7 separate regions of the Mus musculus genome follow, and regions 2, 3, 4, 5, 6 and 7 are each linked to region 1. The links are chromatin contacts, called in public HiChIP or PLAC-seq and promoter capture Hi-C maps. All regions are on one chromosome and are shown on one strand. The core of a region is the stretch at or near the end of the contact, and the rest is flanking DNA. Distances in the headings are between cores, read along the strand shown. Region 1 holds the start of Tent5a (terminal nucleotidyltransferase 5A). Region 2 overlaps Bckdhb (branched chain ketoacid dehydrogenase E1, beta polypeptide). Region 3 holds the start of Cyb5r4 (cytochrome b5 reductase 4). Region 4 has its middle 4.8 kb from the start of Gm2109. Region 5 overlaps Bckdhb (branched chain ketoacid dehydrogenase E1, beta polypeptide). Region 6 holds the start of Ttk (Ttk protein kinase). Region 7 holds the start of Bckdhb (branched chain ketoacid dehydrogenase E1, beta polypeptide).

What was found. Promoter capture Hi-C pulls out the DNA fragments that hold promoters and counts their contacts. HiChIP or PLAC-seq counts read pairs in DNA pulled down with a chosen protein or histone mark. Capture Hi-C pulls out chosen DNA fragments and counts their contacts.
Region 2: a promoter capture Hi-C map of hippocampal neurons shows a contact between it and region 1, with 7 times the contacts expected there. The contact joins the enhancer-like site here to the promoter of Tent5a in region 1. A contact is called at or near these places in 11 of 39 promoter capture datasets (the 3T3-L1 cell line, the C10 cell line, the HPC-7 cell line and 8 more), 3 of 15 datasets of contacts at CTCF or cohesin (embryonic stem cells, large pre-B cells and stem cell-derived epiblast-like cells), 25 of 484 Hi-C or Micro-C datasets (the AtT-20 cell line, the N1E-115 cell line, adipose-derived mesenchymal stem cells and 14 more), 16 of 115 datasets of contacts at active chromatin or transcription factors (acute myeloid leukemia, astrocytes, craniofacial prominence and 11 more) and 1 of 9 other capture datasets (embryonic stem cells).
Region 3: a contact with region 1 is called in a promoter capture Hi-C map of erythroid cells, with 43 times the contacts expected there. The contact joins the promoter of Cyb5r4 here to the promoter of Tent5a in region 1. A contact is called at or near these places in 3 of 39 promoter capture datasets (erythroid cells, liver and pre-B cells) and 1 of 9 other capture datasets (liver).
Region 4: a contact with region 1 is called in an H3K4me3 HiChIP or PLAC-seq map of forebrain, with 7 times the contacts expected there. The contact joins the enhancer-like site here to the promoter of Tent5a in region 1. A contact is called at or near these places in 3 of 39 promoter capture datasets (the 3T3-L1 cell line, embryonic stem cells and pre-B cells) and 3 of 115 datasets of contacts at active chromatin or transcription factors (astrocytes, forebrain and stem cell-derived neural progenitor cells).
Region 5: a contact with region 1 is called in an H3K4me3 HiChIP or PLAC-seq map of embryonic limb bud, with 14 times the contacts expected there. The contact joins the enhancer-like site here to the promoter of Tent5a in region 1. A contact is called at or near these places in 14 of 39 promoter capture datasets (the 3T3-L1 cell line, 3T3-L1-derived adipocytes, the C10 cell line and 9 more), 1 of 15 datasets of contacts at CTCF or cohesin (large pre-B cells), 7 of 115 datasets of contacts at active chromatin or transcription factors (VIP interneurons, embryonic forebrain, embryonic limb bud and 3 more) and 1 of 9 other capture datasets (embryonic stem cells).
Region 6: a promoter capture Hi-C map of liver shows a contact between it and region 1, with 7 times the contacts expected there. The contact joins the promoter of Ttk here to the promoter of Tent5a in region 1. A contact is called at or near these places in 7 of 39 promoter capture datasets (cranial neural crest, embryonic stem cells, erythroid cells and 4 more), 5 of 484 Hi-C or Micro-C datasets (LSK cells, Sertoli cells, macrophages and 2 more), 11 of 115 datasets of contacts at active chromatin or transcription factors (astrocytes, bone marrow-derived macrophages, cardiomyocytes and 8 more) and 3 of 9 other capture datasets (adipose tissue, embryonic stem cells and liver).
Region 7: a promoter capture Hi-C map of adipose tissue shows a contact between it and region 1, with 8 times the contacts expected there. The contact joins the promoter of Bckdhb here to the promoter of Tent5a in region 1. A contact is called at or near these places in 17 of 39 promoter capture datasets (the 3T3-L1 cell line, 3T3-L1-derived adipocytes, the C10 cell line and 12 more), 5 of 484 Hi-C or Micro-C datasets (CD8 T cells, hematopoietic stem and progenitor cells, nephron progenitors and 2 more), 11 of 115 datasets of contacts at active chromatin or transcription factors (astrocytes, cardiomyocytes, embryonic midbrain and 4 more) and 3 of 9 other capture datasets (adipose tissue, liver and macrophages).

Annotation. Positions count from the first base shown.
Region 1 is chr9:85,325,756-85,329,166 of GRCm38.p6, reverse strand. It overlaps Tent5a (terminal nucleotidyltransferase 5A), which reads left to right and starts at 2,017. Exons shown (of 3, transcript NM_001160379.1): 1 at 2,017-2,124; 2 at 2,362-2,908. The coding sequence starts at 2,399.
Region 2 is chr9:84,108,763-84,112,245 of GRCm38.p6, reverse strand. The region is part of intron 9 of Bckdhb (branched chain ketoacid dehydrogenase E1, beta polypeptide); the gene reads right to left. Among named protein-coding and RNA genes, the nearest start is that of Gm26146, 78 kb to the left of the region's middle. Within about 2 kb of position 1,970, at least 52 of the 459 cell types and tissues checked have an H3K27ac peak or open chromatin away from gene starts, as enhancers often do. A contact at or near this core is called in beige adipocytes, cerebellum, cerebral cortex and 5 more, where this site is marked.
Region 3 is chr9:87,020,563-87,024,039 of GRCm38.p6, reverse strand. Cyb5r4 (cytochrome b5 reductase 4) reads right to left here and starts at 2,011. Exons shown (of 16, transcript NM_024195.2): 1 at 1,787-2,011. The coding sequence starts at 1,861.
Region 4 is chr9:83,684,903-83,688,478 of GRCm38.p6, reverse strand. No RefSeq gene overlaps it. Among named protein-coding and RNA genes, the nearest start is that of Gm2109, 4.8 kb to the left of the region's middle. Within about 2 kb of position 1,493, at least 64 of the 459 cell types and tissues checked have an H3K27ac peak or open chromatin away from gene starts, as enhancers often do. A contact at or near this core is called in forebrain and stem cell-derived neural progenitor cells, where this site is marked.
Region 5 is chr9:84,070,636-84,074,092 of GRCm38.p6, reverse strand. The region is part of intron 9 of Bckdhb (branched chain ketoacid dehydrogenase E1, beta polypeptide); the gene reads right to left. Among named protein-coding and RNA genes, the nearest start is that of Gm46124, 48 kb to the right of the region's middle. Within about 2 kb of position 1,367, at least 10 of the 459 cell types and tissues checked have an H3K27ac peak or open chromatin away from gene starts, as enhancers often do. A contact at or near this core is called in second pharyngeal arch cranial neural crest, where this site is marked.
Region 6 is chr9:83,832,457-83,836,213 of GRCm38.p6, reverse strand. It overlaps Ttk (Ttk protein kinase), which reads right to left and starts at 1,525. Exons shown (of 22, transcript NM_009445.2): 1 at 1,455-1,525; 2 at 290-443. The coding sequence starts at 425.
Region 7 is chr9:83,923,733-83,927,017 of GRCm38.p6, reverse strand. Bckdhb (branched chain ketoacid dehydrogenase E1, beta polypeptide) reads right to left here and starts at 1,881. Exons shown (of 11, transcript NM_001305935.1): 1 at 1,659-1,881. The coding sequence starts at 1,848. Gm36278 (a long non-coding RNA gene) reads left to right here and starts at 2,013. Exons shown (of 4, transcript XR_379675.2): 1 at 2,013-2,188.

The sequences.
Region 1 (3,411 bases), core at 768-3,267:
GAAGAGTATTCTCCTCTCTTACTTGTCCCCCTTGCTGCAGGTGCTTGCCTCAGTGTCCCCCCCCCCCCAAGACGGAAGAACTAAGCCACTGACATCTCTTAGGGCGAGAGCATTCACAGTCAAACGAGTGTTCAAGGCCTGAGCCCATCACGATCATTACCTCTTAATCCCTTTATTTCCAACCCCCTATGGCCCCTTTCTTGGCCTGAAGGCTGTAAGGTGTGTAGAAGAGCTCAGGGTGGAGGTGGTGGCTCACAGATGTAATCACATCACTCCAGAAGAGGTTGATTTTTAGGTCAGTCTGAGCTATATAGCTAGACTGTCACATGCAAGCTCATGTGAGATTGTCGTACACACAGAGGCACGCGAGCACATATACACAGACAATTTCATATATACAAAATGTGTTGCTAGGTAGCATTCATGGTTGGACATGTCCTGAAAGGAAGCAGTGGGATTTGAGAACAAGGTTGGGATCCAAGTCTCCTTTTCATCGCTCAATCCAATTTGGCCTAGGTTCGGCCTATGCTAAGAAAGCCTGGCTTCTAGTTTCTCCATTTTGTGGACTCACAGCTCCACGGGGCACCAGCAGGGGGCGGCGTTGTCACGCAGCTAGATTTGCGTGGGCGACACCCCTGCATCCCATCCCTCAACTCAGGTTGGGCTTCTAGACCAGGGCTCCCTAAATTCAGAGGCTGATTCTCTGAAGTTGTCTAGGGTCATGGGGGTAATGGCTGTTCATCTCAGGGCCTCTCCTCTCTACCCTGACTGCCTCGTTCGGCTCACAGCCTCTACCTGGATCAAGGACTGCAAAGCATTACTTTGAACGGAGGCAGCAGCGGGGCGGCGGAGGAAGTGGACAAGCGAAAGCAGGGAGCTTTCTAGCAAACAGTGCGGTGCCAGAGCGCAGAGATAACCTTTTCCAACCCTTAAGCACTCCACTGGCGACTGAAGCTGGAGGGGGAGAAACTTCTCGTCTTTTAAATTTGCCCTTAATGGCCGGTAAGAAGCCAGAGCCTACTTTGATCATTGACGTTTTATCCGCTTAAGAACTGAGAACCTTAGAGGCTGCGAGGAACGCGCTTCTCCCAAGTCTGAGCCGAAGGACCGCCACCCTGGCGGCCGCTTTTCGTGCACTGCTGGGGTTGCGCTCCGAGACCCCGCGGGTTGGCCGCGAGCCCGCGGAGCTGTGTGATAGGAGACGCGCGCCTGCCCAGCTCGCGGGCAGCAGCTGGACGCGCACTCAGGCTGGCTGGCTGGTACCGGACTCCCCACCCCACCCCCACCCCCCCACCAGCACTTCTCGAGGTTTCGAGAATCGAAACTCAGTTCTCAGCAAACCCTCCCCCTCCCTCACAGAGACTGACGTGCGTGACCAGTTGCCTCTGGAGACCACACTTGGCCCAGGGTCCAGAGTGGAATCGGCGGTCTAGCCACAAACGGACACTGTTGAGGGAACCTCCAGGAGACCCAGTTACGCGGCAATGACGCGCTCCACCCGGCCAGAAGGCTAGGCTTGGGAAGTTTCTATAGTTGCGTGATTTTTAACCCTGATCCGGTTTTGATGGCCATCTATCACATTTGAGGCAAAGTGTCTCCTCTTTAGGGGTGTGTGTGTGCGCGCGCGCGTGTGTGGACGTGCAGAAATGGATAAATCTACACGTAGGAGCCACAGGCATCTGTCTGTGCTCATAGCCAGGGGCTGCGCACCCTGGCCTAGCTCCAGCAGCTCTGAGCTCCGGCGACTGTCCACCCAGCGCTGGGGGCGGTGCTCTATGCAAATGAGAGGGTGTGGCGAGCGCTGCGCGCTGGGGCCCCGGAAGCGCGGAGAAGCCCGGTATAAAAAAAGTACTGAAGACATTTCCCCCCGCACAACTGCTAAAGCTCCAGAGACGCGAGTGTGCGCGGTGGCATCGGCGGCGTCGAGAGCCGCCACCTCCGAGACCACCGCAGCGGGGGCGCGGGCGGGGCGCGGGCAAGGGGCGGGAACGCTCAGGGCGCGGCGGGGGTCGGCGCGGAGAAGTCGCGGGCCGCTGCCGGGAGCGCACTCGCAGCTCCTGCGAAGTGTGTCCGCCTCGCGGTTCCTCGCTCGCCTGCGCTCCTAGAAGGGGCGGCCGCCTCCAGGTGACACAGACGGGACTCTCGCTTGTGCTTTCCAGATGCATCAGAGATACTTTTGGTGCGGGGCTGCTCTGCGGGGCGCGGCGCGCGGCTGGGCATTGGGGTCGGTGAGGGTTGGGGGAGGAGGGCTACTATGGGCGTCACGATCGGGGAGGGGAAGCCCAGGCCCCTCGGCGGGACCCCTGTCCCCTCACCCGCACACCTCTCTGCCGCTCCCCTAAATCCACTCTTTCCTCTTAGGACTGACCAAGGCCAAGTGGCTTTCGGAGGGCACTACATGGCCGAGGGCGAAGGGTACTTTGCCATGGCAGAGGACGAGCTGACCGGCGGCCCTTACATCCCCCTGGGTGGTGACTTCGGCGGCGGCGGCAGCAGCTTCGGCGACCGCTGCTCGGACTATTGCGAAAGCCCCACGGCGCACTGCAATGTGCTGAACTGGGAGCAAGTGCAGCGGTTGGACGGCATTCTGAGCGAGACCATCCCGATCCACGGGCGCGGCAACTTCCCCACGCTCGAGCTGCAGCCAAGCCTGATTGTGAAGGTGGTGAGGAGGCGCCTGGAAGAGAAGGGCATAGGTGTCCGCGACGTGCGCCTCAACGGCTCAGCCGCCAGTCACGTCCTGCACCAGGACAGTGGCCTAGGCTACAAGGACCTGGACCTCATCTTCTGCGCTGACCTGCGTGGGGAAGAGGAGTTTCAGACTGTGAAGGACGTCGTTCTGGATTGCCTGTTAGACTTCTTGCCCGAAGGGGTGAACAAGGAGAAGATCACACCGCTCACTCTCAAGGTAAAGCCACCTGATGGGCTTGGGCAGAGCAGGGGTGGGGAGAAAGCAAGCCCAGCTTGCCTTGACTGCCGTCAGTATGGCCATAGTGAGTTCGTTTATTTATTTTTTTATTATTTTTTTTTCACGAGCGCACTAATGCGCGTGAGTGGTGTGGAGTGTTTTAGTTTCCTGGGAGATCCAGCGCCACAACTCTGTGCTTCCTCCTCTGCGTTTCCTTCTCTTCCTTCTCTCTATGGTTTAACTCTTGACTTTCCTTGCTGGACTCTTGTCCAGAGTATAACGTGATTGGTGGAAGGATGGAATGATGTAAATAATTTTTTTGAGTCATCTTGTAATCTAGACTTTGGGAAAAATAGCAGCCTGAAGCAGAACTGAGTCAATGGTTTTTATTATATTGGAAAATGTGAATCGATCCATACTCCACTGACTTCGGCGTTTAAGATATTTGATGCTTTTCCCTGTTAATTCACAGAGTCGAGGGTGTAATAGTGTGCCCCTCCCCT
Region 2 (3,483 bases), core at 721-3,220, 1.2 Mb after region 1:
AGTTAGTGCTACTGCTGCACCTGGCAACAGGAGCCATTTGTTTCTTTCAAGGCGAACTGAGATTTTGTCCTTTTTAACTCTCACAAGCAGCAGCAGGACTGGAGTCTGTACTGAGGAAGAAGGCTCAGACAGTGGGGACTGGGCAGCCTTCTTTAATCAGAATCACAGCAAGTGGGTGTGCAGACTCGACGATTTTCTTTTTTTTAAAGATGCTTTCTGAAGCGATGTGCATGGTGTGCACGGGAGGGATTTGTTTTAAGTTAACTCTGAGCAGCTTGCTTTGGTGGGAAGTACGTGACTGTGAGATCACACTTGTCTCCAGCTCGCAGCCATCGACGTAAGTTGGATGGTTTCTATAGTGAGTTTCAAATCACAAAGCACTTCAGAAGAAAAGGAAACCGGCCCCCTTTCATTTATTTATTTTTTTTTTATTTATGAGATAGTCCAGATGAATTTATCTAAGTTTTTTGGTTAAAATATTACAACTTTTTGAAAGGCTGGCAAAATACTTTAAATATGCATAGTTTGCAAGTCTTAGCCTGGCTTTGCCTTAAATTGGGGAATAGAACTTAACCTCCTCACAGTAAATGTTTTATAGTTGTTCTCCACACTTGACTGACTTTTTTTTTTTTTAGGACTCTACCACTAGAGAATAATATCTCTAAAGTATTTAAATTAATGGTTTTTGAGAATTAAATTAAGTCATCTTTTTTTTTTAAACAATCAAAACAACAGGCAATAGAGCAAGACACTGAAATTACAATCTCAAATTCAGTGTAAACTAAAGTGTAGCACAGGGTCCCTGTCTCAGAGCATAGACACCAACCCCAGTCCATGCTGATGCGAAAGGCCCCCGCAGCTGACACTGGGTCCTTCTTAAGGAGCTGTGGGCTCCCCTTAGCAGTAGGAAGCGAGCTGAACATGTATGTAAGTCCCAGCAAGTGGTCCTTGCCATGTACAGACAGAGCTGCACGGAGCAAACAAATCCTAGCTGTCTGGGGCAGACATTCCAGCCACTCCTGGAAAAGTTTCACTTTTAAAAGCACACATGTCTGCTTCTGTCTCTGTCTCTCTCTGTGTCTGCACATACATAGATATGTGCACACATGCCTAAGTGCATATATGTACACACGTGTGCATATATGAATCAGAGTTTCCAATGCATCCAAATCTCATCATTTTCGATTCCCAGCCTCCAAAAGGAGCAAGCTTACTTTTGACATAACGAATCACCAACCCGCAAGGATGTTCCCTAGGCTCCCTCCAAGGCTAATTACGTAGCAAATCTAATTAAGCTCATATGATTCATCTCAGCAGCAGGTACTTCAGTTACTTCGGCACTGCCAAAAGGGGTCTGAAGTGTGTGTTCTCCCTCCAAAATAATCACGCTGCACGCCAAACTGATAACCGTTAAACACAGCTGCAGAGCAAATGTGCAGTCCCGGTGTGGTAAATGCGGTGTTCGCACATCAATCTGCCCGCCACACAATTGCTGGTTCAGAACTACCGACTGTGCACATATAGCACAGCTATAGAATACTCTGTACATTAGTGCCTGTCCTCTGCTTCACTAGTGGCCTTGGACAGACAGGAGGGTTCCCTGATCTTGAGAAACACACACTGAAGGTCTGGAAAACCCCAAACCTCAAACACTGAAATGCTTCTTGCTAGACTGCTTTGCTTAAGTTCAACAGCTCATGTGAGTAAGAGCACAGAGAATTCTGTGCATTTGAGAGTACATTCGCTAACCTCATTCTTAAAAAATCACAGAAAGTCATCAACCCAAACTAATTGCTTTTAATTGCAGTTCTTAAGAATACTAACCAAAGCTATGACAAACCAGCACTGCAGAAATTAAACTTTATTTCAGTAATGCGAGTAATTTCTGCAGAAGGAAACCCTTTGCAGAGGGGCGCTCCAGCTCAGTGGGTTTTGGGTTGTTTAAGGACAGGATCGAATTCCCTCCAGAGATTGTGAGATCACCATGGCAACCACCCTTCCCCAAGATACGAAAGAACCAGTGATCTAGAAACATGCTTGTCCTTCTGTAGTGGTAACAATATGACCTAGTTTTAGGGACAAAATCTACCTGGTTTTGTGCAAAGCAAACAACATGTTCACTGGTTGAATCACCACCATAGAATATAGCTTTGTTAATGAATGCAAAAATACTGAGATTAGCCATGGTGCTACAGTGTCTAAACAAAGCAAAAGTTGTGACTTCAGTTATTTAAGATGTTACATAAGGAGTAGCTAAGCATGTAGGCCCGGGCTGAGGAAAATGGCCAGTAGAGAGCAAAGGGTGTGTCAGGCCTGAAGCTGGTCAGAGGAGACACCATATGTTCCTCACAGCTCTTGGAGTTTCTCAAAAGGGGAACATATTTCAATAGTTATTTGAACTATATGTTGTCATTTCGAGCCATCTCATTCTTGATCTGAGGTATAATACAGAATTGTGAGTTAAATATCTGTGCTTAGGTTGTGTTTGGTTTTTGTTTGGTTTTGTCTTTACTGGCTTGGCTATCAGTTGTTGTCTAGGTGCTGGCTCAGTTGAAGTGTGCAAAACTAACTAACAGTGCAGAATATCATACTCCGTCTCACAAGCCCTTTGTATTAGTGACACTCAGATTAACCAGAACTGCCTCACCTTGAGACATTAAAGGGCTTAGTTACCACACACACACACACACACACACACACACACACACAATTTAGAAAGTAGGCCTGGGATATTTTCACTCCTTAGTAATGCCTAAACACCCTCTCCTTCATGGAATAGATGCTGCACTGTTGCAACAGCAACCCTGCCTCCTGAGTAACTTTCCTAGTTTCCCCAAGCCAAGAACAGATGTACAAACACATACCTTCCAAAGAAAGTAAGGAAAGAGAAAAGGAAGGGAAGGAAAGAAGAAGAGGAAGAGGAAGGGAATTCGAATAGGGAAAGAAAGGGAAAGAGGAGGGGAGGGGGAAGATATGGGGGAAGGGAGCAAGGGGAAATGAAAGGGAAGGGGAAGAGAAAGGGACCATATCGTTGCTTTCTTAAAAGCCCTTTTGATCTAATTTTGTTTCTTGCTTTCCTCTATCCTGCTATGGTCACATGGTGCACCTTCCAAATTCAGCATAAATGCCCTTCTCCAAGACACCGTCCAGTAACTTGATATTGATTTTTTTTAAAAAGAATACATCTATTTTTTTTCAATTATTATTACTCATATTCAACAAGCCTGCACTGTAAGATCCCTCTGTGTCCCTCCCTGTATGTACAGGAACATCTAAGGAGCATGGAAAAGGAAGGAAATTCCAAAGGAGGGGTGCAGAAGGAAAAGGGGGACAACCAGATGGCCACCAGATCAGCCACAACCAGAAGACAGCTACAAGTGGTTTTCATATTTTACACATCTATATCTTACACAATCCATTCGAGTGGCTATAGAGCTGTACGCTGTTCTCAAGGCTCCTGCGTGAGGAATCTAAAGGTATCAT
Region 3 (3,477 bases), core at 762-3,261, 1.7 Mb before region 1:
CAAGGGGATTCCATAATGGCGAGGCAGGTGTGGCATCAGGTACCCAGAGCAGGAAGCTGATTAATCATATAGCAACTGCACACAGAACAAACTGAAAATAGGTGAAGCTGTAAACCCTTAAAGCCTGCTCAAAGTGACATACTGTTTCCAATAAAGCCAAGGTTTCATAACATCCCGAGACAGCACCATCAACTGGGAACCCCATGATCAAATGCCTTAGCATATGTAGGACATTACAGTTTCTCAATAAACACTGAACAGCTATTGCATAAGGAATCTGTCTCTGTGTAAGATTCAAATTGGTGAGATTTGAATAAAGGGCGTAAGGTAAGGAATATCTGCTGAGTGCGTAGCAATGCTGTGCTATGGAAAAGTCTCATCTCAGGCCTATGAACAAGACAACAACAACAACAACTGGTCACGCGTACATACACCTGAGCCAGAATGTGACTGCGATGAAGTAGTGGGTCTTGGAAAGACATCTCTTTCCTACTCCAAAGTTCTAGACTTTTAACAATTTAACAATCAGCCTATCTGGCTGAGTTCCATTTTTGAAAACTTTATCTGACTGTTTCATTGTTTTATGCAGTCCTAACTCTGCCTCTCAAGGGTTCGAGATTGTCTCATTTCATAACAAAGAAATTAATCCTACCTGAGGGTCCTATTAAATTACACAAAGATCTTACTTTGCCCTCTTTGGGGACAACAAAACTTACTTCTGCTATCGCATCTAAGGAACTTGCTGTCTTTGCCTAGAAGTTTTCTCCTTTAAATGAATGCTGAGAACATAGCCATTTTAATGAAGAAAGTCAGTTACTGACGTTCTCATTCTACAAAGGGCAACCTTAGACTATGGAGCCAAGCACTTAGCTTAAAGAGAGAGCAAGATACCCAGTTGATGGCTGGTGAGCAGAGGCGCACACACAGCAATGAAGGAAATGTCATAATCACAAGCTTACGTGACTGATAGCAGACTTTCATCAACCTATTTCTTTTTACCAAGAATGAAGATAGTAAACGTCCCTAGCTTCAGGGTAACTGTGAAGATTCAATGGGCAAAGGAAAAGGACTCCAGATACACATGGCCATCAGTGAGCCCACAAAACATCTTAGTGCTATGTATGATTAAAGCTGGGGACAGACATTTCTGAAAAATAAATGAAAACCTCAATTCCTTTTCTGATCTAAGGGCAAAACCTCAGATCTAAGTGGAGAAGAATGGAAAGTCTCAAAGTCATATAAAATAAAACTCGAGAAAGGAATCGAGTAGCCCAAGAAGACAGAAGTCTCAAAAGAAAATACCAAGATGTGGTTACAGAATAAGGAACTAGCAAAATAACATAAGAGCATTCGCCTTGCAATGAATACACTACACAATTTGTACTGAATTTTGCAACTATATATCTGTATTTCCACCTGCTGCTGACAGTAACCATATTCAACAAATAGACAAGAGCATGGTACCAGATTCAAAATCAACCAGGGGTGTCTACAGATGAGGCAGTGCTGGAACCACTGGCTACCGTATACACAGAGGAGTGCGACTTGAAGAGGTGGCACTAAATCTGACGGCAGGTTTGCAGACTCCAATCATCCCTAGCCACCGCCACTGCTCAGCCTGGATCTTTGACCGTAAAGAACAAAAGACTGGAGAGGACAGCTTGAGACAGAAATGCAACCATGCCGGAAGCGGGGTGCCGAGTGGACTTACCGCGGCCAACTTCAGCAGCTCAAACACACTTAGGGCGTTTGAGTTAGTAGTCGAACGAACGGCGTCGCCACTTACCTTGCTGCGCCCCTGGGAGGAGACGCGCTGCTGGGAGCCGGGGGCCGGGAAAGCCTGGGAAGGGACGTTCAGCATCCTGGGCCCCCGGCTCGGGCCGCATCCGGGCTCCGCCACCGGACAGGCTGCCCTGGTGGGACCCCAGCGCCCACCACCGTCCGTGCGGGCTCCTTGGCCCGGCCGAGGCCAAGCCCCCGACCCACTTCCGGGGTCGCCAGGGGTCAGGCGCGTCGTGACGCAATCACGCTCACGAGAGGCGGGGCGGGGGCGGAGTCAGAGGAAAGGCTCACTCACTCTGTGAGCCCGGTCGCCCGGCTTGGGAAGGGGTGGCTGTGCGGGGGTTGGGGGCAGGGCAGCGCATGCTCAGTTACTCTTTGGTCCTAAACTTCAGCACCACAAGGAAATGACAGCTTTCTGCTGAAAGATCAGAGAGTGAAGCTGTTCCCCAGCCCTGGTGCTGATAGAGGCCGAGGGTTATTTCTGGTAGAACAAGAAGACCAGTGCCTGTCTCTTGATAAACAACAATTGAAATATGAAAGAAAACAACACTATCAAAACGTTCAGACTGCTGAATAGTTCTCTCCTGTAAAATACTAAGCTCTAGGAAAGAGGACTTCACAGTTTCATGAGCTAAGAAGCCGAACTCAAGCAGCCTCTGCTGTGGGTTAAGAAACGTCACGTTTGGGGAACCAGTCTGGAAAACGAGTAAAAGACGTTTCCAGACGACGTTTCCAGAAGACCTTCTCTATCCATACACTCACACATTCTTCCTCCTCCCATAACTCTTCACTTTCCCTGAAATCTACAAGTAGCTCACTCCTAAATAGAGTGATTTGGTTTTGGTGTCATCCTTGTATTTAATGGCCTATGCACGCTACTTTTTATTAAAGGAACATTTTGTCTGTATAGGCTTGGGTTTCTGTAAGAAATAAATGGCTATATCTAAACCATATACTGTATATATTAATAGGCATGTAACAAAAGACAGGCCACCTTATACTATCCTGATTTGTTAACAAGAGAAATTCCTAACACTGTGGGTCCATGTTAGTGATACATTGGCTTTTTCTTTTTGCTAGGAAAATACACAGATCCACAGGGTGGAATCCAATAGAAAGAGAACATTTTCCCAAAGAGTAGTTCTAAATAACCCATCCCATTCTCTGTGGGGTTCTAATTTTTTCTGATTCTGGACACATCATTTACTCCAGCTATGTAGTTTCCAGAGTCCCTGGGAGTCAAAGTTGTGATAATGTGGTTTAATATTATGAGAGAGTCTGTGGATATGCTTAGTCATTCAAGCACGGGACATTTCTTAGCTAGCTAATTACCTCTCATCTCCACCTCTACCCATTTTTATTCTGGAATACTGCAGGAAAATATTTTTGGTATATTGTCAGACAAGCATTGAACTTGCAGTTCTCCTGCCTCATCCTCACAAGTAGCTCAGATTATAGATTAATAAAATATGTTTGTTTGCACCTGAACTGCTGAGCAGGTGATTATATAAAAACTAAAAGGACTTCATGAGCATAATCTACTGTGTCACCCTAACCATGCAAGTCCATCGTCCATCTCATTAAAGTATGGAATAAGTTTTCTTCTGTGATGCCTATGTAAGAAAAATCAGTCACTGAGGATTTATTTTACTCCCCAGAAGAAGATGTTTATATGAGAATATTGTGAGCGGGAAA
Region 4 (3,576 bases), core at 244-2,743, 1.6 Mb after region 1:
TCCAGCCCTGAGCCCTGTCTCCAGCCCTGAGCCCTGTCTCCGGCCCTGAGCCCTGTCTCCGGCTCTGAGCCCTGTCTCCGGCTCTGAGCCCTGTCTCCAGCCCTGAGCCCTGTCTCCGGCTCTGAGCCCTGTCTCCAGCTCTGAGCCCTGTCTCCAGCCCTGAGTCCTGTCTCCAGCCCTGAGCCCTGTCTCCAGCCCTGAGCCCTGTCTCCAGCCCTGAGCCCTGTCTCCAGCCCTGAGCCCTGTCTCCAGCCCTGAGCCCTGTCTCAGCCCTGAGCCCTGTCTCCAGCCCTAGGTTCTGTCTCTGGCTCTGAGCCCTGTCTCCAGCCCTAGGTCCTGTCTCTGGCTCTGAGCCTTGTCTCCAGCCCTGAGCCTTGTCTCTGGCCCTGAGCCCTCTCCCCAACGCTGTTGTTTATATGAATACGTGTGACATAGCTGACATTTTGTTTTCGTCACTTGACTTTTTCTCACAGGAATTCTGTTAGCTGGAAACAGCTGTGAGTTGAGAATCATTTTCCTGTTTTTCTACAAGTGCAAAGATTTCTGGTAGTATTCAGGCCACTGCTCAAGGGTGTTCAGTAGCATGCAGACTGCGTTCCTACACTTGCTAGCCCAGATACACTGTTCTGAGTAAATAGAAGAAAACATGGAGGAGGATAGGTGAAAAAAATTACCAAGACCTTTGGAGTGAAAATGGTCCCACACAGTATGCAGCGCCCAGTGACTTAGACAGCGTCATAGCATTGTGTCCTTAGAGTTGGGCACCGAGAGTGTTGGGAGGCAGGAAAGTGACAAGGATTTCCTTGTCTCTAGGGGTTACAGTTCTCTCCAGGACTGCTTGGCTCATCGTCTCCTCTTCTTTTCTGGATGGCAGCTAGTTACTGTTCCTGGGACTCAGGCTCAGTCCAGGTGGCACCAAGCCTCTGGCAGGGCTAGGCAGGCTTCAGGGACCACAGGGACCCCAGCAGCACTTCCCTAGGGGAAAGGGACGTCTCTTCCCAGACATCTGCTTTCGCTCTACGGTTTTGGTGCTTAACCTGTTTCTGGGACAAGCCTATCCTCGACTTATGTAAGCTCAGGTATGAAGGACTCTGTCCTACCTTAATAAGCACTGGAAAAGAAACCTGGCTCTCAAATCTCCAAGAGACCCTCTACGGCAGTGATTCTCAGCCTGTGGGTCATGACCCCCCTTGCTAGTTGAAAGACCCCTTTTCATACCTTCGCTCTGAGGGAACTTTTCAACAGGGGTTAGATGTACATCCTCTATATCAGATATTTACATTAGGATTTATAACAGTTGCAAAACTACAGTTATAAAGAAGCAATGAAATAGTTTTATGCTTGGAGGGTCACCACAACTGTGTTGAAGGCATTAAGGAAGGTTGAAAACCACTGCTCTGCTCTGCAGGATCTCTATGGCAGTGCATACAACCGGGACACTTGGCGCCTGTCATTCCAAACTGCCGTGCAGCATCGGGACAGGCACTGTCTTCTTCCCCCTGGACACAAGGAGAAGCCCTAGAGCGTCTCCTGGGAAGGCTTGCCACAGCAACCCTTCAACTCAGGCCATCCTTACGGCAGGAAGCCAAAATGACAGGAAGCACCCCCCCCCCCAGCCCCCGTTGCCAAGAGCCCGTTAAATCTTTGACCTAGATTCTGCGAATATTCAAGGAGAAAGCAGGGACACAAACGCTGGCTGCGGCTCACTTCAGTGAGTCCTCATTCCTCTTCCCATTTCATTTTAGCTGCGTTTGTTTGAGCAGCAGGTGAAGCGCCTTTCAAAAGACCGTCATCTCCGAGGGAAGTCATCTGTTTTACATTAATTGTCCATTAGTCTCCAAGCCTCCATCCATTACCATCCTCAGCCACTCATTACGGATATTGTGCCCGGGTCCCGCTGTCAGCTTTTCAATGCAGGGCTGTTTTCCTGCATCTGACTTAATTGCTCTAAGTGCCTGTTTCTCTGAGCGTACCAATTAATGTGGGCTTTCTTCTTGCGCTAGCTTGGACAGAAATGCCAAGGTGAGGATATTTCGGCTGCTATTTACTCTAAATTATTAGACTTTGCCTCCTTAAGCCCCTGCAGTGAATATTTTGCATCTATATCTTTGTATTTGTCTGACAGACTTCTAGAAACAATACGTTTTGAACAGACCTAGTTTTCGATGGTTAAAAAGGCACAGCAGATTTATAGTCCACCCACGTTATTGGGATGAGGGGTTTACGTTCCCTCTGCTCCTGATTAGTTTAAACATGTAATTTTTAAGTGCATGTAGCACTCAACACAACAGCTTGGATGAAATTGGCATTGTAGATAGGGGGAAAAAAATGAAGCTTTCATCTTTAAAATTACAGCTGCCAGGGCAGCCGCACAATACTTTAATTGCTATATCTCCCCAGCTATGACTGATCATCTTCCTCCACCCTTGTGCCTGCGTTTCTGAAAAAAAAAATATATATATATATAAAATGGAAGAGGATTACATGTAAAAAATCATTAAGATAAGGAATTGTCATGTTCCTAGAAAGTCTTGGTAGACAGGGAGCCAAGTGAAATTACTAGTTTGACAGGATGCTTTATAGAATAAACAAGAAAAACAGTAATTTTAGTTGGTAAATCTTAAAATTTGTATCATATTACATATGCCAGTAGTGAACTTCGGATTCTTTTCTCAACACTAAAGGTACTCAATTAATATAAATTCCTTTCATGATAATGTCTCCATAAAATCAGGCATCAATAGTAGCTGCTGACATTAATTGAGTTTGTTATGGTTTTAAAATATTAGCCAGAGTTTGCTTCCACCTTATAAGTGAATTAGTTAATAAACGGCCTTGTTACTATGTGGCAAGTATTGACGATTTGCTTGATTTAGTTTTCTAGTGATTACTCCTTTTTTTTTTCTAATGAGTACATCATACTAACTAGAGCAAATGCATCCAGACTGCCTTGTTATAAGATATATTAAAATAATAATAATAAATAAAGACACAGTTTTGGGGGTCTTTATTTCTTGATGATTATTTGGAAAATATTCACTTTATGGCAAACCATAAAGAAAATTATTTAAAACAGAAACGAGCGGCTGCACTGGGAAACATTTAACACAGGTGAGCTCTGCCTCTCAGGTGCTCCCTAACTCACTCCCGCCCTGTCTGGGTCCAGTCCTGAACTCCACATTAAACGGTCCTGGTCATAGAGATGTAAGATTTTGGCCCTTTTGGTATTTGCTTCAGCTTCTTAACTTCACCTCACCTTTTTTTTACCTCTGAGAATCGACAGGGTGTGGAATGTAGGTGTATTCAGGGCGAAACTCATTTTCTTCTCACTGAGAATTATGGCAAAGGCGATCATATTGTTCTACACGAAAGATGTGAAGGGTTTTGTAGATGTAATTAAGATCCTAAATAAGTTGACTTTTAAACAAATAATAATAATAATAATAAAAAGTTTATCCTGGCTGTGTCTGACCTAAATTTTCTTTTAAGAGGAGATTCTGGCCTTCCATAAAGCAAACTGGCTTTGAGGAAGCCCTGTATCAGGAGCTCTCCAGCCATGAAGAAATTAGTTCTGCC
Region 5 (3,457 bases), core at 118-2,617, 1.3 Mb after region 1:
CACAAGCCGGAACCATTGGGATGCGACCACTGTCTGTGGCCACAGATGCTGCTCACCAAAAGTACTTAACAGGCTTCAGGGCAAAACTGCTCTTTACAAAGCCCAGGTCACAGACACTGTATGCTGACCAGCTCTCAAGAGGCTCTGGTTCCCACGCTTTAGCAAAAAAGGCACATTTCCCCTGACTGTTTGCTTCTGCTTCATCTGCTGCTAGCAAATGATATGTTGCTAATAAACACTTTTTAAATTAAGATAAAGTATATCTTATACAAAGTATTATATATAGAGAGAGTCTCTCTCTATATATGTATATATATATAGAGAGAGAGAGAGAGAGAAATAGGTATTACAGGTAAAAACTCAGTATCATTTAGGATCTGTCTTTTTTTCATAACATGACATGCTTAAAAACACTATTTATAAATTCGGTAGCAGCGGGTTTATAAAGAAACAAATCTCCAAATCAGCTTCTCTAACACAAAGCAGTCAGAAAAGCAGTCTTCCTTCTGTTGAACACTGTAACTTTCCTTCTGCACAGGGATTCACGCAGGCGCTATCCAAACCCTCTCCAACCATCAGAACCCGATTGATCGCCTTACGAACTCTGTGTATGTGGGTGCGACCTCTCAGTTCCTATTCTCAGCTACAGGACCGCACAGCAAGGATAGAACAATGGTATGGAAAGTTACCCTCCTCTCCAATTGGCCTCTCTAGTGCAGAGTTATTGCTTCCATGTGTTGAAAAAAGAAAGAAGACGAAGGAAAAAAAAAAAAAAAGAAAGAAAGAAAAAGAAACCTTTAAGTCAACCACAATCCCTAAAACTTTTGGCGCTCTTATTGAGTATTGAATCCAGAAGGGGGATTAAAAAAAAAACTTTTTTTTTTTAATTATCACACCATTATATCAGAGATCAGAGTCAGAGACTTATCATTATGGGACTGTGCCGGAAGCTAATAATGAAGACTGGTTTCTAAAATGTCCACAGGAATCACGTTATGTTTCTAAAGCTGTGAAATACCTAAACTGGTCGGTCTTAACATTTAAATATGTAATTACTGAGTTGGAGACCAGATCCTCAAATCTACAGCACAAATTAATTTGGGAGAAGTTAAAATGGAGGCAACTTCTTGAGCAGTGGACATAAAATCTGTGGCTGCAAAGCTGAGGAGCACAAACACCACAACATAAAACTTGTTTTCTAGAAACCATGAAATCTACCATCTTTGCTTTTTTTTTTGGTTTGTTTTTTTTCACACACCAGGGTTCAAATTTAACCCTTCAAGTCCTCAGGACTTCAGGATTCATCATGTGTCAAATGAGGGGGGAGGGCAAAAGAGTCCGCGCATCCCAAAGTAGGAACAGATGGGAACGTAAAGTTAGCTGGGGAGAGACAGCGGCGCGCTGGAGGAAGGACCAGAGCATCCCTCCCAAGGGTATCAGGCCTCAGCTTGTTCTGCCTCCCTCTTAACTTCTAAATTAAATCCAATGTTCTCAATTAAATGTTTTCCTTTCATTCTTATCAGCATTCTTTAAAACACAGAAATCTTAGAAGGCACTATTAATAAATCTGAATGATTTCTATATACTGAACATAGGGTAGTCATTTCTCTGGTGAATTTAGCATTATTTCACAGTAAGACTATTTATAACGATGTTAATAATAATATATGAGGCTTTGTGAGGAAGAAGCAACAGCTCTGAAGGAATTGGAGATATGGACTGTAAAACATCTTGTCTGATGAGAAGGGACATCTGCAGTAAATTAAAGTTAAACAAATAAATTATGACTATATTTTGTATTCATTCGTCTATATTTTATTTCTATAAGTAAAAATAATCTTTCTATAGTAATGCTAACAATGCCATATTGTCAAGTTGTCCTTCCGTCAGAGATTTAACTTTTTTAGCAAAGTTGATGCTTCTATCTAGTGATATCAATTATAAAACTTGAAAAGCTATTTGGTAGGTGATAAATTCTCTCCTTTTTAAAATTTTGACTATGGATAATAGGTTGAAATATAAATAAAACAGTTTTAGGTTTTCAAGAGTTTTCAGATTTTTTTTTTAATTTAAAAACAGTAGTCTTACTATTTATTGATTATTTTCCTAAGCATTTTTTAAAAAATTAACCATGGATTTCTATAAACCTGCTACGAATGCTCTACATAATAACATGTGGGGTGCAACATTTTTATTTGAAATTTCAAAGAAAACTTAAGATTCTTCGATACAATGAGAAGCAGATATTTTAGCAAGGAGTGATCAAATTCAGGGTCCACCCTCATTTACAGTTTCAAGCTTCTTTCTCCCAAAGAGAATGAAAAGTTTTCCCTCGGACACTTCCTTTCTCTGCAGCTCGGAAGGCTGACTTTCAATACCATAACCTGGTTTCATCTTTGCTAACCTTACAAGGTCCAAACATCAAAAAGAAATGTAGAAGTATGAATCACTCCAAGTGGTGAAAGCAGCTGAAACTCACTTCAGTGACACCAATTCAAGCAGCCCGTGGCACCAGTAACCTGATCCAGGTTTCACTGACAGGAGGCTGTGAGTGCCCACCTCCTGTAGCTGCACCCGTGAAAAACAACTGCTAAAACCACATCAGCTTGTTCTTAAACATATTACTAAAAAGGACAAAGCCCATATCTGTAACTTCCTTCATCAATCAGTAAAAGCAGTAAGAGGCAAATATACTCTCTGGTAAGACCTATTTAAATTCATTTTCTGCATTCTGTGTCTAGACAAATAAAACGAATTAAGATGAAACAAAGTTCTAATTAGATGCAAATCCCCTACAAATTTTACAGCATTACCTAATTCACCTTGTAGTTCACTCATTGAATGATTTCTTTATAGAAACACGCAATTTTATAATGAATTCAAAATTTCTATGTTCCTCTTGGGGCTGCTGGACTCTCAGAAATGATTGTGTATGTACTCTTTGAGCACTGACTCAAAATTCCTGGACTAGTTCAAGATCTCTCTCGTCTTTATAAATCTATCAGTCACAGCAGTTTAGTAGCAAATATGCGTCTGGTAAAAAGAGGCTATGTTTCAGGTGCTTGCGAACACCTAAGGAGCCACAGTCAAGCTCTGAGTGTCAAGGTGTGGCACAAGCTGCCTTGCCTTGGTGCATCCGAGTTATGGTATAAGTATGATTACACAGTGGGCAATCTCTCTGTCAACTCTTACCACCATAAATCATCTCACAGCTTCAGGACCTAACTGTGACACACTCTTGTGATTTCTGGCGCTGGCAAGCTGCAATGGCAGTGTTTAAACTCTTAACCCAGTGTTTCTGAAATGAGGATTTGCTAATGTATTCCTGTGGCTGCAGAGTCATTTTTCCATAAACATGAGTCCACATACTATTCAAACTCAAGAGACACCAGATTAGATCATCTTTCGGAGCTCATTCCAGTCTGAAAACTGCATTATACTCTACAGCAGTGTACCA
Region 6 (3,757 bases), core at 276-2,775, 1.5 Mb after region 1:
TGGCTACAAACTTGAGAGCTTTCTGCCTCAGATTCCCAAGTTTGGTGTATCTATCTGCCTGCCTGTTTCCCTCCAGCAAAAAACACTTGTAATGTTTCCAAACAAAAGAAGTTAAAGTATGAAGTACAATTTAACGGATAACCATCACTTACTGAGAAAAACAGAAACAACTTCATTAGGCCACACAAGGTGGTTAACACTGCTCACCTTCAACTCGGAGGCTCTCAACGGTTTTTTTTTTTTTTTTTTTAGGTTTTTGTTTGCTTTTTTAAGCAAAGAAAAAACTCACCCGTGTGATCGGCACAGATTTTAGACAAGCTTAGCTCATCAGTACAGTCTTCATTTATCTTATTTTTAATATCTCTCATTTTGCTCATGATGGAATCAATCGTCACACTGCTGCCAATTAACTCTTCAGCCTCCATTTCTAAATTGTAACTCGTCTTTGGAATAAATAAGATAGAACATTAGTTTTGTAAACATATCTATCTAAATGTAACTGTTATGAGGTAAGTGTTAGTGGCAACTAAATCAAACCAGAGCAACAAAACCCACAAGGACATAGCTTGTAATTTACCAGAACAAAGTTTCAACGAACCAAAAACATCTATTCTTCCCAGTATGAAACAGCATTGAGGTTACACTGTGTGAACCTGGAAGATAATGCTCTCATGACGCTTTTGTGTTTTGAGTAAGGGTGTTAAGTAGCCTAGGATGGCCTTGCTCTCTCTGATTCTGCAGCTTATCTCCTTACATCTCCCAAGCACTAGCTGTACATAGATACACCACCACGTCCAGCTGACGCCTTTGAAAACTTCATTTCACTGAATGTCTTTCTTTCACCTACGGAACGTAAGGAATCCGTTTGGTAATGACAATAAGTTGTCCCTTTGGTCGCCTACCCTGCCAGAGTAAATATTGACATTGCGCGCATTCTGCATCCTTCTACAGATAAGCGACTTTCAGAAGTTTGTCCCAGACAAAGCCCTGATTTGTGCTTTTATCCTTCTAATGCAAGCATCGAGGTACTTGTCACAGTACTGGAGCCCAGGCGCTCCGGTTATCTGCATGAATGTGTTGGTTAATAGCCCACAGTCTGCAGGCTTTCTGTCACTCTGTCTGCCATTCTCCACAACGCAGTAACTAAAGCTCAGAGCCACCGCGGAGTGTTAACAATAAAAATGGGCCCAAAGGAGGGGAGCAAGGGGTTCCCCACCTCCTCCCAGCTCACAGCCACCCACGGGGGCAGGTCTTGAGAGTTACACAATCAGTCCTGACCCGCACGGCGCACCCGCTTCTGGGCCCTGCTCCCCCACCAGCAGCCCAGGACCTACAGGCCGTACCCGCCCGCCTGGCCGGGGGCTCAAGCGCCAGCTCGCTCGCCGCCACCCTCGTCACCCAGCAGCCTCCCGCCGGCCGCAGCCTCTCTGCCATGCCCGCTCTGATGCACCCACCTCTGAAAGCCAAGCTGCAGCCCAAACAGCAGCACCCCAACCCCTCTCCGGAAACACGTTTGAAATTTCCCCGCTGCCTTCCCCGCTACCTCTCATTGGTTACGGCTCGCCACGTGGAAGCGTGGGCCGTGATTGGCTCCTTGCGTCGCACCGCCCCTCCTGCGTTGAGGCCGGACCCACCCACTTCAAGCGGCCCGGGGAGTTACCCGCAGCTGCCGACGCGCTCGCCGTGCTGACCTGCGCCTGTACGGTCAGGGGTCAGGGTCTTTTTCTTTGGTGCTCTCCCGCTGGACCTTGCACTACCCTCCAGGGAGCCCTGGCCTCGCCTTCAACCCAAGACCCGCCCTTCTCTTTGTTAGAATTCTGGTCCCCTCCCTGTCGGGACATCCTGGCTGAGCTCCTTTCTCCGAACCATTCCCCCCCCCCGCCCCCATCCCCGTGATGCTGTCTCAGTTATGAGCTCAGCTGCTCTTAGGAGAAACGCTTCTCTAGGCTTTCTCAATGGTACCCAGCTCCCCTAGCAGACTGTGTGGTCCAGGGGAACGGTTTCATGGGCGAGAAATGGCGCAGATGCTGTGTTTTTGCTCTGGTTTACTCTTGATAGTTTTGCTTTGTGTAAGAAGCTACAGCAGTAGCCAGATCTCTCATCTTCATTCAGTAAGTGATGCCCTCTGTCACAAATTGCTGATACCCAAATCTGTGGATATTCCAAGTCTTTAAATAAAGAGGCATTGTACACACAACCTATGCTCTATTCCTGTATACATTTATTTTCTTTTGGTGGGGGAGGGGAGCTAGTTTGTTTTTGTTTTCGAGGCAGAATCTCACTGTGTGTGTATTCACTGCTGCCACAGAACTGACTCCCTTTGCAGAACAGGCTGGGGTTAAAGGCATGTGATTTAAATCTCCCAGCGTCCTGAATACTTTAAAATTTATCGTCTATGCATCATTTGTAATACCCAGTTGAATACAGAAGTGATACAAATAGATGTTATATAGTGTTACTTAAGAAATATTGACAAGTTGTTCAATAGAGACACAGGAAAAACATATTTTTTTCTCATCTACAGTTGAGTAAATCCATGAATGTAGAACCTATAGACACAGAAGGTTTAATGCAAAGTTAGTCTTTAAAGTATTTTTGGTCAAGCATAAAAGCTGAAAAGCAAACCTTAAAAAGATCAGACTATCTTCATGAAATTTAACTGTAGACTAGAACACAGCTCAGTAATATTTATAGAAATACAAGAAAACTCAACAGGGTTGTCGTTACACTCTTATGTAATTGAAAAAAAAATCACCAGACTTTGAAAACAAGAAAATGTAACTATTAAGGGGGAGGGGGAATAAGGGATCAATTAAAACAGACCAGAAATGACACAGATGACATATTTGGCTAATTAGGACATTAAAATAGTAATGTGTGCTGTATTTTATGCACTCCAAAAACTTAAGAGAGAATTCTATAAACATGTTAAAGAGAAATTCAGAGTGTGTGAGAAAAAGCAAAATAGATGTATGGAAATGAAATGTGCAAGGTATGCAATAGAAAGTACATTATGTGGGGTTAGAAGATAATTTGCTGGGAAAAGAAAAAAAATCACTAGGCTTGAAAGCACAATTTAAAAACTGTATGAAGGGCTGGAGAGATGGTTCAGCAGCTAAGAGCACTTCTTGCTTTTGCAGAAGCCCCACATCAGGTGCTCACCATCGCTGGTGACTCCAGCTCCAACGGGAATCTGGTGCATCTGAGATACCCACACTCAGGTGCATTTACCACAGATGCACACACACAAACACAACTACAAATAATAAAAAGAAGTCTTTATTTTAGAATACATAAAATTAAACACAGGGAGATAAAAGTGAACAAAAGCAGTGGCAGACTGTGAAACAAGGTGGTCTAATATACATACAACTGGAATTCCTAGAAGAAATGAGGGGAAACTGGAAAAAAGTGGGCAGTCTGTTCAACTGTGATCAAAACTAAAAACCAACAACAACAGACTGAACGACATGGAGAATCCCTCCACAATTTATGATTGTATTATAGGAACGTAATTAAGTTGTTTAAAACTGGTTATGAAGAGAAAGGTCTTCAAAACAGCTGAAGGATAAAAGACAGTTAGTTACACATAGGAAGACAACCATGAAGACGACAACAGACGACCTGTCAGAAATGATGTAAAATGCAAAACCTATTTCAGAATACTTTAAAAAAAAAAAAGCTGGCCCTGACAAATTTTACATCCACCAAAAGTATTATTCATTATGAAGGGAAAATAAAGATGAAAAGATAGGAA
Region 7 (3,285 bases), core at 632-3,131, 1.4 Mb after region 1:
CTTCAAAGTCTCAGGGGAACCGGGCGTGGTGGCGCACGCCTTTAATCCCAGCACTCGGGAGGCAGAGGCAGGCGGATTTCTGAGTTCGAGGCCAGCCTGGTGAGTTCCAGGACAGCCAGGATTACACAGAGAAACCCTGTCTCTAAAAAAAAAAAAAAAAAAAAAAAAAAAGTCTCAGGGGATGGGGACAAAACCAAACTCAAGACCCTGACTCTCACTACTGAACTCTACAGATCAACAAAACTCTACAGCAGTACAGGAAGTTATTTTTCTAGTTGATGCAAATTGGACTTGTATTAAAACTACAACTGTGGAAAAGACAGAGCTCTGGAAGAATGAACCTCAAAAGGTTTAGCAGCATCCACCATGAGAGGTGCAATCATGTTGTCACTTTTTTCTAAACTCTGCCTTTTATCTGTAAGATGTTTGTACTGTTTCTATAGTAACAACCTAGAGCCATGACATCACTCGGATTTTAGTAATTTCACAACTGTGGAAAGGAGAATTCGGAAGACCTCTGCTCTATTTCTCCATTACCAGGCCAAAGTTTCTTTGCTGTGAAAACAGTACTGAAGGCTGAGAGGGAAAAACGAACTGCTGTTCATCTTTCTAGTCCTACTATTTCACAAAACTGGGAAACCCCGTCATTGAAATTATTTCTAAAGGCCTCTTTATTGCCTTCCGTGGAGTGGCAAGTCTGGAATCCTGCTTACTAGATTCTGACCATTGGCGCTATGTCTCATGAACTTATGTCCTGTGTACTGTTGAATAATCTGCTTCAAGGCTTCCGTTTATCTAACTGCAAAGCAAACATGAAAACATGACCTACCTCACATGAAATTAAATCTTGTCCTATGAACTAAATGAGATGAGGAATGTAAATTTCACCAATAGCAAGCTTTCGGTTAAATATTCCATTATTGTTCACAAGTAAAGATGGGCTTCCAAAAACTGCCAGCCCCAAGTTATTAGACAAAAAAAAAAAAAAAAACAGTGTAGGTTTTCCTTACTTTCTCCTGGTGCTCTGCAGTTAGACCTAGGATGGAGGGCGACTGCATAAAACTTACAGGAGAAACAGTCAGAGTGAGGCAAAGGTGGCAGGACAGGAGCCTGCCCCATTCCCTTCTGTTCGCTCTTCTCCACCATCTCTATGGAATACTGCTTGGCCAGGTGACAGCGGGGCCCAGCAGGAGCTCTGTATGAGGCTGAAATAGAAGTCTGGATTCTTTCCCATCTTTAGGCAGAACCTGTCTCGTGACCTTGAGAAAATCAAATTCTAGTATTTACTCCCTAGGTTTACATTTTCAAATGAAAATTAAAAGGCAAGTGTTTTACAGACAGTTGCCTCAAGTTAGTGACTCAGTCTAGGACAAGCTAACACCTAAGACCTGATATGGGGAAAGCATGGATAGAACTCAGGGGAAGGGGGCGGGGGAGCGCTCTTTGGACAACTCCTCTACACCCTCAGGCCCTAGCAGAAGGCAGAGTGCCCTCTCACCTATCTTGAAGTTCCAGGGGCTGCATCTGAAGGGAAGAATCACCAAGGACGAGTAACAGGAACGCAAACTGACCCGAACCAAGGAGGCTCTAGAGTAGAGTCTAGAGTCTAGGGCAAGGCAAGGATAGAGCCGGGATGCAGCAAGATCCCCAAATCTCACCATACTGCAGGGACTCTGGGTCCGGATGGAAAGTGAAGTGGGCCACCCGCCGCTTCTGGGCCGTGTCCTCGCCCCCGGGTTGCAGGAAGCCTTGCACCAGCGCAGCGCAGCGCAGTCCGCACCGCCGCCGCTCTGCTCCCGCAGCCCGGAGCCACAGCAGCCCACCCGCGCGCGCAGCCACCGCCGCCATCCCCAGTTCTCAGGCACCGCAGCCCACGCTGCCGGCAGGGAGGGAGGAGCTAAGACGCAGGCTTCCTCATTGGGCAGCCTCGAGGGGCGGGTCCGTGAAAGAGACCAATCGGAGACGGAAGTTCGGGGGCGGGGATGGAGACGCTATGACCTGGCGGCCCGCCCAGACGGAAGCCATACCAAGGCCCCTGCAGCCTGAGATGTGGTCCCTGGGTCCCACCCCAAAATCAGCTGCAGGACTTGGGGTGTCACAACGCGACTGCCTGTGTTCTTTCGCAGTGTCATTTTTGCGGTGCATTTTTCAGTAGCGTTTTCGTTTTAGGCTGTGTTTCTCATAGTCTGTAAGTGCAATATGGTCATTGCAAAGACAGGCGTTGGTTTCGAGTTTCCGAAAAAATCTAGAATTCGGGAAAGGCCTTCACTCTTATTTTGAAATAGTAAATATATTTAAATCTTTAAAATTGATTTTGCTTATCCTGATTTAGATCATATCAAAAAATAGTAAGTAGAGATTTCGGCCTTCAAATCCACTAGGAATTTAAAGTCGAGGTGCAGCAAAAATCACCTAATGGTCTTACTCTGTGTAACTTAGAAATATGCAAGTTGCCGGGCGGTGGTGGTGCACGCCTTTAATCCCAGCACTTGGGAGGCAGAGGCAGGCTGGTCTACAGAGTGAGTTCCAGGACAGCCAGGGCTACACAGAGAAACCCTGTCTCAAAAAACCAAAAAAAAAAAAAAAAGCAAGTTGAATGACTGATTTAAAGTCAAAATAATCAACTTTATAAATTTTATCTTAAAATATTTAAGTGTTTTATATATATCATATATATCACATACATATCAAATATGATATCGCATATATATCATATATATGATATGTGTGTGTGTATTTATTTATCTTCCTTAGCCATGAGTTGGAAGATAGCCATCAAAATAGAATACAACAGAGGCAAGAAAGTATGTCTAGATCTCGAGGAAGGATTCCAGAATGGAGAAAGTATTATGACAGACTGAGAGAACAGAGAGGAAGGAGCCAGGAAGAAACATTCCTCCTGTAGTATTTGTGACCTCTTAACAGATGTTAGGTTTAGCTAAGAAGCACGGGGTAAGAGTAGAAATGGAATTCTACGTATTCAGAAATGCACACAAAGGAGACAGCTTAGACAGTGGCATTCAAATGTGGTAAGAGACTTAGAACAGCATGAAGAGAAACAAGCTCTTGAAGGTCAAAATGCTTCCAGAGGTAAGGCTGACCTGCACCCAGAGGATTAGAGGTTGCCAAAGCAGAGCACAGAGAACCATAGTCTTCCACAACAGGTGAGGTGGGTGCAAAGGCTCATTGTCGTGAAAGAATGAAGTGTCTTCCAGGGCAAGGAAAGAAATGTCTTGTTCCTATGCTGAGAGCCTCTGCCTGCCCCCATCCCCAGCTGCATTGAAC